Regions from separate parts of the Mus musculus genome. Here region 2 is linked to region 1. A link is a contact called in public HiChIP or PLAC-seq data. All regions are on one chromosome and are shown on one strand. Each heading gives the region's core, a stretch centred on a gene start, on an enhancer-like site or on the middle of the called end of the contact. The rest is flanking DNA. Distances are from core to core; before and after follow the strand shown.

What was found. HiChIP or PLAC-seq counts read pairs in DNA pulled down with a chosen protein or histone mark.
Region 2: an H3K4me3 HiChIP or PLAC-seq map of bone marrow-derived macrophages shows a contact between it and region 1, with 4 times the contacts expected there. The contact joins the enhancer-like site here to the promoter of Slu7 in region 1. A contact is called at or near these places in 1 of 39 promoter capture datasets (embryonic stem cells), 3 of 484 Hi-C or Micro-C datasets (embryonic stem cells, nephron progenitors and stem cell-derived neural stem cells), 8 of 115 datasets of contacts at active chromatin or transcription factors (the 230-238 cell line, bone marrow-derived macrophages, embryonic stem cells and 3 more) and 4 of 9 other capture datasets (adipose tissue, embryonic stem cells, liver and 1 more).

The regions. Positions count from the first base shown.
Region 1 is chr11:43,431,112-43,438,085 of GRCm38.p6, reverse strand. It overlaps Slu7 (SLU7 splicing factor homolog (S. cerevisiae)), which reads right to left and starts at 4,355. Exons shown (of 16, transcript NM_198936.1): 1 at 4,267-4,355; 2 at 556-741. The coding sequence starts at 725.
Region 2 is chr11:43,700,995-43,707,968 of GRCm38.p6, reverse strand. Pwwp2a (PWWP domain containing 2A) reads right to left here. Exons shown (of 2, transcript NM_027557.1): 2 at 775-3,435. The coding sequence ends at 1,767. Among named protein-coding and RNA genes, the nearest start is that of Gm34963, 22 kb to the right of the region's middle. Within about 2 kb of position 4,193, at least 31 of the 459 cell types and tissues checked have an H3K27ac peak or open chromatin away from gene starts, as enhancers often do. A contact at or near this core is called in bone marrow-derived macrophages, where this site is marked.

The DNA of each region.
Region 1 (6,974 bases), core at 3,106-5,605:
TTTGAAAATGGCATTTTAACCACAAAGGTAGTGAGCACAGAGGCTAAGAACAGAAACCCTGCCGTGGGATGGAGAGGGAAGACGGTTGCTATCTCCATTAACTGAAGAACTAAGAATAAAGATGTACGGTGTCATATTACACCGAGGAACTTTCTAATAGAGATGCGGAGACTTAGGTACAACTGGAAGGAGACGGAGGGAGGGGTTAGCGAGCTCCCTCCATCGGAGCTGAAAGTTAAACTAGTGCACACAGCCGACTGAGTAAAGCAATCACAGAAGCATTACAATTCAGAGATTTGAAAAATTCAAAATAAGAGCATGGGAAAGTAGCCACTTTAGGCTGGGGGCAGAAAAAAGGTCAAAAAGGACAACTGCTAGTCACTATGAGCTCTTTAGTAGCATTTGTCTACTAAACTACATACTTATGAGTCTGAGGAGATGAGAAAGAAGAACACACATTCTGCGAACAATAAAGGACAACCCCCTACCAAAGCAAAGGGTGGGCCCCCGATGAACTGGGGGTGGATTTAAACACACCAGCAACAGAAGACTTACTTTCCCTCTTCATCGACTTCTGCAGGAGCATTGCCCAGTTTCCTCTGTTCTTCTAGCTCCTTCTTCTTCCTCCAGTCCTCTCGGGTCATCTTTTTCGGCTCCTCCAAACTCATCTCCTTTGATCCCGTCATGGGTGTCGCACTAACTGGGTCCACAGCGGCCGCCGACATGGTGAACTGGTATCCTCTAAACAAGAGAAGTTTGTACAGTAATGGAGGTCTCCTGGAATACACCCTGACACTACTGAACGGTGTCTGAGCACGGTGAGCTTTCCTAGGGTCTCTCTCGCTTACACTTTTTTTCTCCCTCTTACTTCACAAACTTTTTTTTTGTTTTTTGTTTTGTTTTTTGAGACAGGGTTTCTCTGTGTATCCCTGGCTGTCCTGGAACTCACTCTGTAGACCAGGCTGGCCTTGAACTCAGAAATCTGCCTGCCTCTGCCTCTCGAGTGCTGGGATTAAAGGCGTGCACCACCAGACATGGCTACTTCACAAACTTTTTATGGTGTTGTGATCAAAACTGGGTCCTTGCTGCACTAACAGCATTCTCCAGTCTCCTATGTTCTTATTCTTTCAAAGTGCCTATAAAGGAGGGTTTCTTTACATTTTATTTATTTTTTGTGTGTGCAGGCGTGTGGAAGGGTCGGGTAAGGACCGAGCGTGCCATGGAGTGTATGGGAAGGTCTTTAGTGGGATTTGGCTTCTTTGTGGGTTCTTTCCTCTCCCATCCTTCTTCATCCCCTTTCTTTTACCTTTTCAACCCCCTATCACTAGATAAAAGAGAGGAAAGGAGAGAGAGGGAAGAAAAGAGATCCCTGAAGAAAGCCAGGAGTCAGAAAGGAGGCAAGGTTATCATTAGCATACTTCCTGCTGATTGGGGCACTGAGTTCCTTGGGGCAAGTTTGATCTTTGTTGTCAGGATATCTGATTTTTTTTTCTTCTTGTCTGCACAAGATTACCTAACAAACCTCAACCCCCAGCAATCAACAACAACCCCCAACAACTAACAACCCACCCCACTTCTTGGGGCTCTAGCATTTATTTACCCTCTAAGTCCAAGTCCCCAGAATTCCAAATGTCACATGAACACAGCAACTACCTGCAGTTGCTGGCAAAGCCTCTGCTAGGGCATGAAGCAAATCACAGTCAGCTACTGCAACAGTCCGAAGCAGCCCCACCTGGGATTAAAATGATAACATATTCTTATAATATTTCTATGTTTTTAAAAGAAACCAGAACTCCAAAATTATCACTACAGAGGTCAGAGATCAACTTGTAGGAGTTGGTTCTCCCCCAGTCACCACGTGGGTCCCAGGGATCAAACTCAGGTCATCAGGTCAGCAGCAAGTGCCTTTACCCGCTGAGCCATCTCACTGGTTCTAACGGTTTCCCTTACTCAAAAGGCTTTACAAACTGGGCACTGTAATATACAACCTAATCCTAGCACCTGGAGAGCAGAGGGATGTGGATATTCTGGAGTTGGAGGCTAGTCTGGAACTAGGTTGGTCTACATATTGAATCCACAGCTAGCCATGGCTATATAGTGAGACCTTGTCTCAAAATGAAAAAAAGTCTTTACGTATTCTTAGCGCCAATTCTCTCAACACTCCAATTTGTAAGCAGAGAAAGCCATGTATATAAAATTTTAAGGAGCTGGAGAGACGGCTCAGTGGTTAAGAACACTGGCTATTCTTCCAAAGGTCCTGAGTTCAAATCCCAGCATTACAACCATGTGTAATGAGATCTGATGCCCTCTTTTGGTGTGTCTGAAGACAGCTACAGTGTACTTACAAATAACAATAAATAAATCTTTAAAAAAAATTCAAAGACTTTCATACAGATGTTCCTAAATTAGCCCTCCTGCATGTCTCAAACTTATCTTCCATAGGAAAACAAACAAACAAACAAACAAAAAAACCCCAAAAACCTAAAAAAACCAGAGCACATCACTGTTCCCCTTGAAGGCCCAATGCCTTAACAATTACCAAAGTTCAGGGCTGGGGATGAAGCCTCAGTTGATAGAGCGTTTGCCTAGCAGAAGTTTGATTGCCAGTGCAACAAAAACTAGGCCTGGTGGTGCATACTTGATATCCAGCAATCTCGATGTGAATATAGGATCAGAAGACCAAGGTCACCCTTGGATATATAGAGAGTTCAAGACATGAGACCTTGTTAGAAAAAAATAGAGATGGGTCTGTCTACATTCAGGGATGCCTAGCATATCTAGTTCTCTCTGTCTCTGCCTCTCTCTCTCTCTCACACACACACACAAACACACACCACAAAATCACCCATATTCATAGTGTGCCTATTTTTATACCTCTGCTTTGCACTCCTCTGCTCTGGTCACTGACTTCATTTCCATTCCCGACCATTCCATGCCTTCTTTTGTCAGAGATTCTCATTCTTTGGCTTCTATAACATGTTACTGGTTTTCCGTGAACACCTCTCCTGTTCTCGACTTCTCTGCAGGCTCATCTATTTGCACACGTTTATTTAGAGGCTGATTCCTTACAGAGCAGCAAGAGCCTCACTCACCACTCTAAACAATACCAGTTGCCAAGATTCAGGAGGAACAGTATCCCACTACTGGGGTTCCATACTATCTCTCTGCCCTAGACTTTTCATTTGATCTTCAAATCTACACAACCAACTGTGTACATGACATCCACACCCAGAACACTAAGTATTTATCCACAGCATTCCTTAAACTCCATGACTTTCCTGTGAAATTGTGTCTGCCTCCATCTCCCGAGTTCTGGCTTTATAGGCATATGCCACCATAGAGGTCTGTGTATGGGGCAGGTGAGACGGTTCACCTACTGCTCCTGTAGACAACCCTAACTCAGTTCTCAGCATCTATGTCAGGTGGCTCACAACTGTCCCTAACTCCAGCTACAGGGATTCCAAGAAGACTACACACGTTCTTACAAGGGCAAACCCACCTACCTACTTATACACATAATTAAAATAAAATAGACTTAAAAATAAAAACAGAAGTGTTAGAAATCCGTGGTAGTATATACTAGAAGCACAGATTTAATCATCTTCATTTTAACAGTTACCATTTCTTTAATTTACCATGCAGACCGTCACCAAATCTTTACAACCACCCTATTTTATGGTGAGGAAACAAGTTTGGGGCGGGGGGGGGGGGGTTAACACCTTCAGATAACAAGACATTAGTGAGAGACGACAGATCGCAAACCCAAGCCTGACTTTAGTTGGTCTTTCAACCCCTGTTACAAACCACAGACACTGGAGTGCAGGCCTGTCACATTCAAGATTAAGAGGGACTGAAGTGTTTTGTCATTAGGTTCCACTGCTCTGCAGAGGGTCCGGCTCTCTCCGAGTTAGAACTTTAACAGCTCCCACTCACTGATGCAATACGGACATTCTAATTTGACCCTCACAAAATAAGATCATCTCCACCTAACGGAAAAAACTGAACCTCAAAGGAACTCTTTTGGGGACAGAGGGCTCAGCTTCGGTACGGGCTGCTCAGGATGTCCGGCTTACAGTGACCAGGGCTTTTCCTTGAGGAGTCAGCCTCGGTCCGGCTGAACGCGAGGGCGGCGCCTGCGTCCTGGGCCACAGTCTCCACCCGGGTCCGCCGTTCCACGACGGCTCATCACCGCGAGGACTCACTGCAGGGGATACCCGCTCCCCGAGGTCCCCAGTTCGTCTGCTCAATCTCAGAACCCCAACTTACCCAGTCGCGCCGCAGACCACTCAAAACCATCCGCCAGAAACGAAGCGACTCGGCAATGTTTACTTCCGGGTTCCCTGCCTTCTTCCGGCTGCGCAGAGATAACTTCCGGGAGATCGGCACATGCGCATTTGCAAGCGCTTGGCTCTTTTTTTTTTTTTTTTTTTTTTTTTTTTTTTTTTTTGACCCAGAAAGGCGAAGTGATGGCAGTGCAGCTTTCTTTCTGGAACAGCACAGAATCTTTTTTTTTTTTTTTTTTTTTTTTTTTTTTAAAGATTTATTTATGTATATGGATAATCTATAGCTGTACAGATGGTTGTGAGCCTTCATGTGGTTGTCGGGAATTGAATTTTTTTAGGACCCCTGCTCGCTCCGGTCAACCCCGCTCGCCCAGTCAGTCTCTGCTTGCTCCCACCCAAAGATATATAAGTACACTGTAGCTCTCTTCAGACACACCAGAAGAGGGCATCAGATTCCACTACAGATGGTTGTGAGCCACCATGTGGTTGCTGGGTTTTGAACTCAGGACCTTCAGAAGAACAGTCAGTGAGTGCTCTTACCTGTTGAGCCATCTTGCCAGCCTACAGCACAGAATCTTAGCAAAAATGATTATTGAAAATGCTGCAAAGGTCGGCGTAATGGCACACACCTTTAATCCTAGCAGAGATAGGCATATCTTTGAGGTCCTGGCCAGTGACATAGGAAGACCCTTTTTCAAACAAACAAACAAACAAACATCCCCATAAAAAACAAACTCCTGGAAAATAGGCGACTTTGGTGAATTTATTTTTCTTAAAAAAAAAAAAAAAAAAAGCCTTATGCCAGGCAGTGGTGTCACATGCCTTTAATCCTAGCACTTGGGAGGCAGAGGCAGGCAGATTTCTGAGTTCGAGGCCAGCCTGGTCTACAGAGTGAGTTCCAGGACAGCCAGGGCTACACAGAGAAACCCTGTCTCAGGAAAAAAAAAAAAAAAGCCTTATGTTTTTTGTGTGTGAGTTTGCACATCATTGGCGTTAGATCATCTGTGACTGGAAATGCAGATATATGTCTGTGAACCAGAATGAGTACCAAACCGGGGGCTTCTGCAAGAATGACCTGTATTGACTACTGAGCCATTGCTTGGCCATTTTTCTTTATGCTGTCTTGTGGTTATTTATACTTCCCCTACGTGAAGTGCTCTTCAGATATACAGGACTATAGCTAACGTCCCCACCACCTCAGTCAAACAGCCCAAAGTAGTAGACTTTTTAAAAAAGGAACTTGAAGTGGGTTAAGAATGTAAAAATAATTTTGATTTTTCAAGGCAGCTAAAGGCAGAGCAGAGTCCTGCGGACTCAGAGCGCAAGGCTTGAGAGAGGGACCAAGAAGGCAGGGATTATCTTTGGATGAACGCTTTCTGTAAAGCTAAATTAGGAGAGACTTGTATTAGCTGAGGACTCTATTATAAGTTTACCAACCAGGTACATTATTTCCCAGTAACAAGTGGGGATCACAAAGCTGGCCTGGGAACACCATCACTCAGAAAAACATGTCCTTTTAAAGACAGGATGGTGATATTATTTACACTTGCAGTGGACTGGGGAAAAGCAATGTTTCCTGTTGGTGAGAGGGGAAGAAAACCTCTCAAGGAATTAGACAATGTTCACGTGGAAGCTGTGGGAATGTATATAGATTTATTTTTGAAAGCAAGACTTTTGTGTGCTGGTGGTTTAATTCAGAAGTAGATGCAAAGAGAAAATAACAGGTTGAGGGGATAAAAGGAACAGGGAATAGAAGGGACAGTAAAAGTGTAAGTGCTGTGTGTGTGCTTGTGTCCATGCGTGCGGGGCCCCGTGTGTTGTTTTTATTCTTCAACTCCCAGAGTTAGGCTCTTTCTTTTGATGATTAGCATAACACTCAGTAAATATTTGTTGAATGAATTTAAAGGAAGCTTGAGTTACATATTTACTAGGAACATCCCTTTGCGCACAAACAGATTTAAGGAAGTGTAGGAAGACAGACCCCAGTCTGATGTGATGTCTGTGTAGGGAATAGCTCTCACCCCAACTGTAAAGGAGTTACACACATCAAACTGCTCTTGCATCTACCCAGATTACTGCTCTTCCTAATTTTTGATTCTACTCTACTGCGAGTGTTTAAACCCAGTATTGGCTGTTTCCCCATCTCACTTTATAGGTTTCTCCCAACCCCCTTTTTAGTTGAAAGTAGACAATTGCGTGCTCATTTCCCTCGGCTGCAGACTGATGTCTGTAAAGCCATTCCTCAAATGTTTTCTCTCCCTTTAAATTTAGATTTGATTCCTTTATTCTCTGGATGAACAGTCATCTAGTTGACATTAGGAAAACAGTCTTGCTACTTTCTTCTTTTGAGTTTCTAAATATCTCCCCCACCCTGGTTAGGGCCTTCCTTATGTTGGGCAAACACGACCATGCAGCCATATACTCAGCCCTCAGAAGACTGCTTAAGAATATCATGCCCAAAAAGTCTCTCTGGAAAAACATGTGTTTTGACATAAGTCTGATCATAATTCCTTTCTTAGAGGTAGAGATCATGTCCCCTGTCCTCTCCTCCTCTCTCCGCTCTCTCAGGCTGGCCTTGAAGTCTACGTGGCACAGAAGGACTTTGAACTTCTGATCCTCCTGTCTGCCATCTTACTGGATTTATGCTTCTTCAGCATGCTAGCTAAGTGCTCTATCAACTGGGCTTTAGCC
Region 2 (6,974 bases), core at 2,944-5,443, 270 kb before region 1:
TATGTATCTTTTTCTTTGTGTGTTTATTAAAATCAAAAAGCATTGACTAAGTTCCCCAGAAGAAATTCTATTTTCTTTCCCAGAAATAATCAGGTATCAAGCTTAAGGAAGTTCATTTCCAAATTTCATTATCTTTATTATTAATTATGTAGTAACTAACATATCTCACACTGGATTATTTTAGAAATCCATAAAAGTTTACCTTTTTGTATCTCAAGTAAGTACTAACTGAAACTATATCAAATTTAAGAAAACAAAAGGCTTGGAAGCAACTTAATTCTCGAGATCACCTTGCCTCTGCGGGCACTCAGGAGGCAGAAGCAGGCAAGGCTCTGAGCTTGAAATCAGCCTGGCCAGCCAAAGTGACATAGCGAGACTCTTAAAAAATAACATCTTAGGGACAGGTAGACCATGTAGAATATGGAGTTAGATTACTAAGCCCATAAAGCAGTGATATCTGAGGCAGGAGACCAGAGAGCAAACCAACTACAATTACCTAATTTTTTAAAGCATGACAATTTATCAAAGCTAAAACTGAGGGGAAAAAATGAAAAGCATTCATGAGCAGTTGATAGGAACTAGAGTTCTACCGGATGGTATTACTATAGAGCCTCACTGTACCTCCTGTTATTTGAATTTTATTTATTCTCCAATACATCCCTGACAGGGCAAACAAAAATGTTTAATTTCTCATGTTTTCTAACCACTATTGCAAAGAAAAATTTCTACTATTTTGAAACTGTTCAAAGCTTTTTGAGAAACACACACAAATAATTTGGATTTAGTTGATTTTATTTACAGCTTTTTTTTTTTTACATTTCAATGCATTATACAATCACATTTCTCATTTTCTGACCTGCAAACAGATTACCTTAAATGGAAAATGCTTCTGAAAAACTATCAAATTAGGTACATCCAAAATGCAACAATTACACATGACATTAATTCACAAAGTGTAAATTGCTAGGGTCTGTCCTAAGAATTTAGGAACAGCCAGTCAGGAGAAATCTGACTAACTTTTCACTCAATTATTTATATACCCCAAATAAAATCTATCTAAACTTCCCACCAAATATCTGACAGTTTGTTTTACAACCTCACTGGACAAGAGAGTACTGACCCAAACCTGTCTAGTCTTAATAGTTTTAATCCCAAATACTGGCAATGTGTACAGCCTGGTCTATAACTAAACAGCAAGCATACCAATTTGTCATAGCAAGCATCTCAGTGTGTCAAACATCCAATATCAAACTTTTATACCCTATGTGCATAGAAAGTCTAAGTTTTCACTAGATAAAACAAGTAATCATTGAATATCCACTGTTCCCCAAGTTCCAGCCCTTACTAAAATCTCAAATATGCAACCCATGTCACATGGTGACAGACAATAGTTTATACATGTGGATGTGTGTGTATGTATGTCTAGGTGTGCATACCTAGACATACATATACACACAAACAATAGCTACAAATGGCAATTAACAGTCCCTGCAAAAATTGTTTCATTTGAAGCTATGGCTTCTATGCCTTAGGGTGGTTTTAGATTTTAAAACTGGAAAATATTCCTAAAATCCTACTTAAGAGAAAATTTGAAACATCTTTCAGTTTTCAGCTTCTTAGTGTAAAAATGGCTATATATAACGTATAAAAAGCCAACTGAGTGCAATTTCTCACCAGTTTGGCCAAGCTAGCTGGTGGAAATGATTCCTGACTAGCCAGGGACCTGCAGCAGCTCCAGTGGTTCTCGCCTACCTTACTGTCCATGTTCACGTTTCAAATTGTGTCAACAAAGCCCGCACTTCAGGGGTCAGCTGCTTAGCAGCCTTAGCAGCCTCTGTGATAGCCCTGCGATACAGACCCTTTCTCTTCTTATTAAACCGTAACTGGAAGTTTTCTAGAAAGGGGGAGAGTTGTGAGAGAGCAAGGGAAGATGTGGTTGGAGATGCAAACCATGAGATACGGGCCTCCTGCCGGGCTAAAAGGCCGTTATCTTTCCGGCTTACAGTGATGGTAAGAATACGGGCTGGCCACCAAGGGAAGCCATATATCTTGGCCCAAACAATGTCCCCTACACATATGGTCCTGCCATCTGGTGTGATACATTTAGAGACATTTTTTGAAAAGATTTTCATTTTCAAAGAATTACGGAGGCTATTCTCTTCCTTTGAAGAGAAGGAAGTAGAAGTGGAAGAGGCAGAAGGTGCGTGCATACAGCCGGGAGGAAAAACGAAGCTCTCAGAAGAGCTACACTCAGAGTTGGAGGATTTCAAATCATCCATGCTATCAATGCTACACACTGAGGCACTGGAAGAGTCAGATGTCTCCTGATTTAGGGTCAGGTAAACAGAGATACTGCTTTTGCTGCCCTTTTTGCCCAACATCCGCAGTTCCTCCTGCTCACCAGGCACACGCACTCTGCTTGTGTCCTGAACCTCACCGGCGGACTCTTCCGGGCCTTCTGAGGGACTCGGTTTTTCTGAAGGGGCCTCACCTGCTGAGCGGGTGGAGGTGCATCGAGACTGCGGCTTAGGCGCCAGCTTGCCACTCCGAATTTTCTCCAGTCCCGTCTTCAGAGAAGAGTCATTTTCTTCGTTCCTGTACCTTTGTGGTTTTAACCGCACTCGGGGTGGGAGAGAACCTGAGCTGGGACTCTGATACCGACGTGTGAAGTGGACTTTCGCATGGGCGGTTTTGGAAGTGGAGGTTTCACTTTGCTTCTTCTGTGCCTTTTCTTTGGCAATTTTCAATACTTCCCGAGCTTTTGCGTGATCCATGTTCTTGCTTTGGAGCACTTTCTTGGTATTTAACTGAGCTTTTGATGTATTTGCCTGAGCAGAAACCTTGACTACTCTGCCCCTGCTGTGAGCGATACTGGAAACCCTCACCACAGTGTTCCTTCTCTGGCTTTCGTTTTGGTTTTTCCCATCCACTTTATGGTCAGTTTTCAGTTTTTTGTTCACAGTAGCTACACTGTCATTTCTCCGTTTTTTATCTTCATACCTAGAAGAGTCACTGCTACCTTTCCTAATTTCCTTCTTTTCAGCAACAACACTGTTTTTACACTTATCACACAGGACTTGCCTGGGCCGTAGCTTAATCGCATTCATTATTGAAGTGGGTTCTTCCCTGTACATTTTTCGTTTGGGTCGCTTAATTTTCCGAGGCGGCGGCTGAGGTATTGATTGGTTATATGTGTCCCTGATAAACAAGGGGGGAGGGTAAGGTGCTCCTTCATGGAAGAGAGGAGGTGGCTTGGAAGCCCACAGGCGCTCAGGAGGAGGGACTGGAGAGAGGTCATCGGGAACAGCACCGTTCACTTCCTGCTTGACTTCTATCCCTTCTTGGAATGTGGTACTTTGGAGCTGCATGGCGTCCGGTTTGTCCTTATATTCCCTTTTGGGAAATACTGTCACAGGGATCCCATGGGGCCCAAACCTTTGAAGGAAATGGAAGAACAAAAGAAAGCTAGTGAGTTGATATCTGTAACTCAACTTCTTAAACGTAAACAACTTCATACGCATCTATACACGAATCTAAAATAAACTACTGCTGTCTCCAAAGTAACAAAATTCTCCACTTCTTTTGATTCTACATTTAGAGAGAAACTAGAAATAACCGAAATAAATGGTTACTCTAGGCAATACCAGAGTGGCTTTATTTAAAATGGATCTGTTATCAGACAGATTAATATGAGATGCCATGTGGTATTAAACTCACTGAACCATGCACATTTTCCAGTAAATGCACCCATATATTAGACGTCATCATTTTCCTCTGGTCATACATAATACCTCTCAAAAGCTTAATACCAGCCAGGGTGGTAGCACCTGTTGGTAATCTCTGCACTCAAGGCTAAGGCAGGAACACCTGAAGTTCCAGGTCAGTTTAAACAGCACAGAATCAGATGCTCAAAGTATTTCCAATGCTGACAAGGCAGAGCTGCGTGGTTTCAAAGTTTGTTTTGTATTACTTTGTATATACTGGTGTTTTGGCTCTATGAATATCATCTATATATACCATGAGTACAGTGCCTTCAGAAGCCAGAAAAGAATCCCCCACACTGGAGTTACAGATTATTATTATTATTGTGATCTGCTGTGTTGGTACTGGTGACTGAACCCAGGTCCAGAAGAGCAGTTTGTGCTCCTAACTGATGACTCATCCCTTCAGTGTCCCTGAGTTTCACTTTTTAAAACCACAAACTACATTCAGAAATTATTTCAGTTGGGCAGACTGGCGAGAATCTGCAGTGGCAGTACCCAGGAGGGTGTGACAAAGGATTGAGTTTAAAGCCAACTTGTACAACACAGCCAAGGTCTCTTGTCTCAAAGAGAGAAAGCAAAGGAAAGAATAAAAGACAAGCAGTATTTTCAAGTGTAATCCAATTTCAAACCAGTTGTATAGCCAGTATGCATGTATAAATAGATCCCAGTATGCATGTATAAATAGATCCCAGTATGCATGTATAAATAGATCCCAGCTTCAGTAGGAAGGAGAATGAGCAGAAAATAAGAACTGTTTCTCAGACAAACCTGGAAATGTAACTGGATCAATGTAACTTGGTTGAAATAAAGAAACTTTCAGTTAAATTTGCTGTTTTTATTGCATTTTCATAAAAACAAAACCATATTCCAAGTATCTCAGTGTATGTCAGGATGCAAATTTTAAAAAACACTGAGACAACAACATCTAGCACAAGACAATGTTAATGCCAGTTTTATAAGGCAAAGTTACAGAGAACCAATGATAGCAGCAGACTATCAGGTCATGAGGAACCCTGTAAATTAGAAGAAAATGTTTTCTATATGTCAGTTTTTGAAAATAACAAGTGTTTGGGTTTTTTGCTCATTTGTTTCTGTGTTTTATGTTCTTGTCCTCTTAAATGTTCTCCAGAAGGTTCAGAATAACTTTTTAAAAATAAATCTTTAGCCAGTTGTGGTGGCTCATGCCTTTAATCTTAGTAATCAGGAGGCAGAGACAGGAGGATCTTTGTGAGTTCAAGGCTAGCCTGATCTATGTATCAAGTTCTAGGACAGCCAAGACTATTGAGAAAGATTCTATATCAAAAACAAAAAAACACCAGGCGTGGTGGTGCACGCCTTTGATCTCAGAACTTGGGAGGCAGAGGCAGGCGGATTTCTGAGTTCGAGGCCAGCCTGGACTACAAAGTGAGTTCCAGGACAGCCAGGGCTATACAGAGAAACCCTGTCTCAAAAAAAAAAAAAAAAACCAAAACAAAACAAACAAAGAAACAAACAAAAAAAAACAACCAAACAAAAAGGATAGGATCCTCTCATTATCCTCGCTAAAAATTAATAAATCTTTAGGCTGGAGAATTTAAGGCATAATAATCTGAATGATTTTGCTTACTTTTTGAAATTATGTTCACTACGTATTCTAAGCTAGCTTAGAAACTGCTATGTAGTATAGTACCAGGCTGGCCTCAAACTCAAATCCTCCTGCCTCTGCCTCACAAATCCTGGGATGACAGGCATGCCCCACCACGCCCAGTGATCTACAGTGAAGTTCTCAGAGCTCTTACCAAGTGTAAATTTTAGTTTTGCTGTATAAAATAAAAGGTTAGCTCCTAGCTCATGGATTCAGGTAATCCTCAACACAATCATCAACAAATATTAGGCACACATTTTCCTTCATTGAAATAGTTTTAACTTTACTTACATCTAGATTGAATTTTTAAAATGTTTATGTTTGTTTTCACTGGAGGGTGGAGGCAATGCACATCGCATGTTGGTGTCTGGGTAGGACGGGTGTCAGATACCCTGGAGCTGGAGCAGTGGAAGTTTTAAGCAACCTAACGTGGGCTTTAAGGAACCAAACTCGGGTCCTCTGGAACAGCAATAAGTACTTTTTTTTTTTTTTCGAGACAGGGTTTCTCTGTGTAGCCCTGGCTGTCCTGGAACTCACTTTCTAGACCAGGCTGGCCTCAAACTCAGAAATCCACCTGCCTCTGCCTTCCGAGTGCTGGGATTAAAGGCGTGAACCACCACGCCCGGCTAGCAGTAAGTACTCTTAAATCACTAAAACATCTCCCTGACCCCAAAAATATTTAAATAATTACAAAATCACCCCCAAGGAACCAGAAAAATAAATCACTTTAACAAAAGCAGGATCACACATTCTCACGCATTTCAATCATCATGTTGCCGCCTAACATGGACAGTGAGACACTAGCTATGAAACTAGTTTCAACGGTTACACTATGATTAAATCAAAACCCATGTATAAAAGCCAGTCAGAGTAATACTCATAACTGCAGTCTGTTTCCTGTACGTATAGATTACCAGATATGAGTATTTCTTCTTGGGAGGGGAAGCAGGATGATTAGGAATTCAAGGTCAGTCTCAAGATACCGGAGACCCACTTCCCTGCACATATAACATATAATATAAACATATTTTTAACTAAACCTAAGTTTGAAAGCCATTAACCTAAGATACCAAAAGGTTAGCTAGCAAGCAGCACTAAGCTAGGCAGTGGCATACACTTTTAGTCCCAGCAGGATCAAGGCTGAGGCCGGCCTGGAACACACAGTGAGATCCTGTGTTGATAAGCAAAGGATCGGTCGGGTATCTGAACTTTCCGTAAGCACGGTTGCTTAGGTTTTTCTAAAGCAGACATTTATCCTACATCAATGCCCAACAAGGAGCAACCTCAGCAGAGGGAAAGGAGCAAGGGTGCAAATGAAAGGTGGAATGGAATCTCTTGCATGAGCTTCTTCTCCATGTGTGGCACAGCACTTAGACATTGGTGACCAATTCTAACCCATCCCATCTTTAGTCCCTAATTACCACAGAAAGATTCTGAGGAGCACAGCTGAGTGGCTGAGTGTGTGCTAGGCCCAAGGGATTCAGTATTCTCTTCTACTCAAACAAACAAAAATTTCTGCCAGACATGATGGTATATGGTGGGCTGAGATAGAAGAATCTAGATTCCAAGACCTCTTAGGCTATATT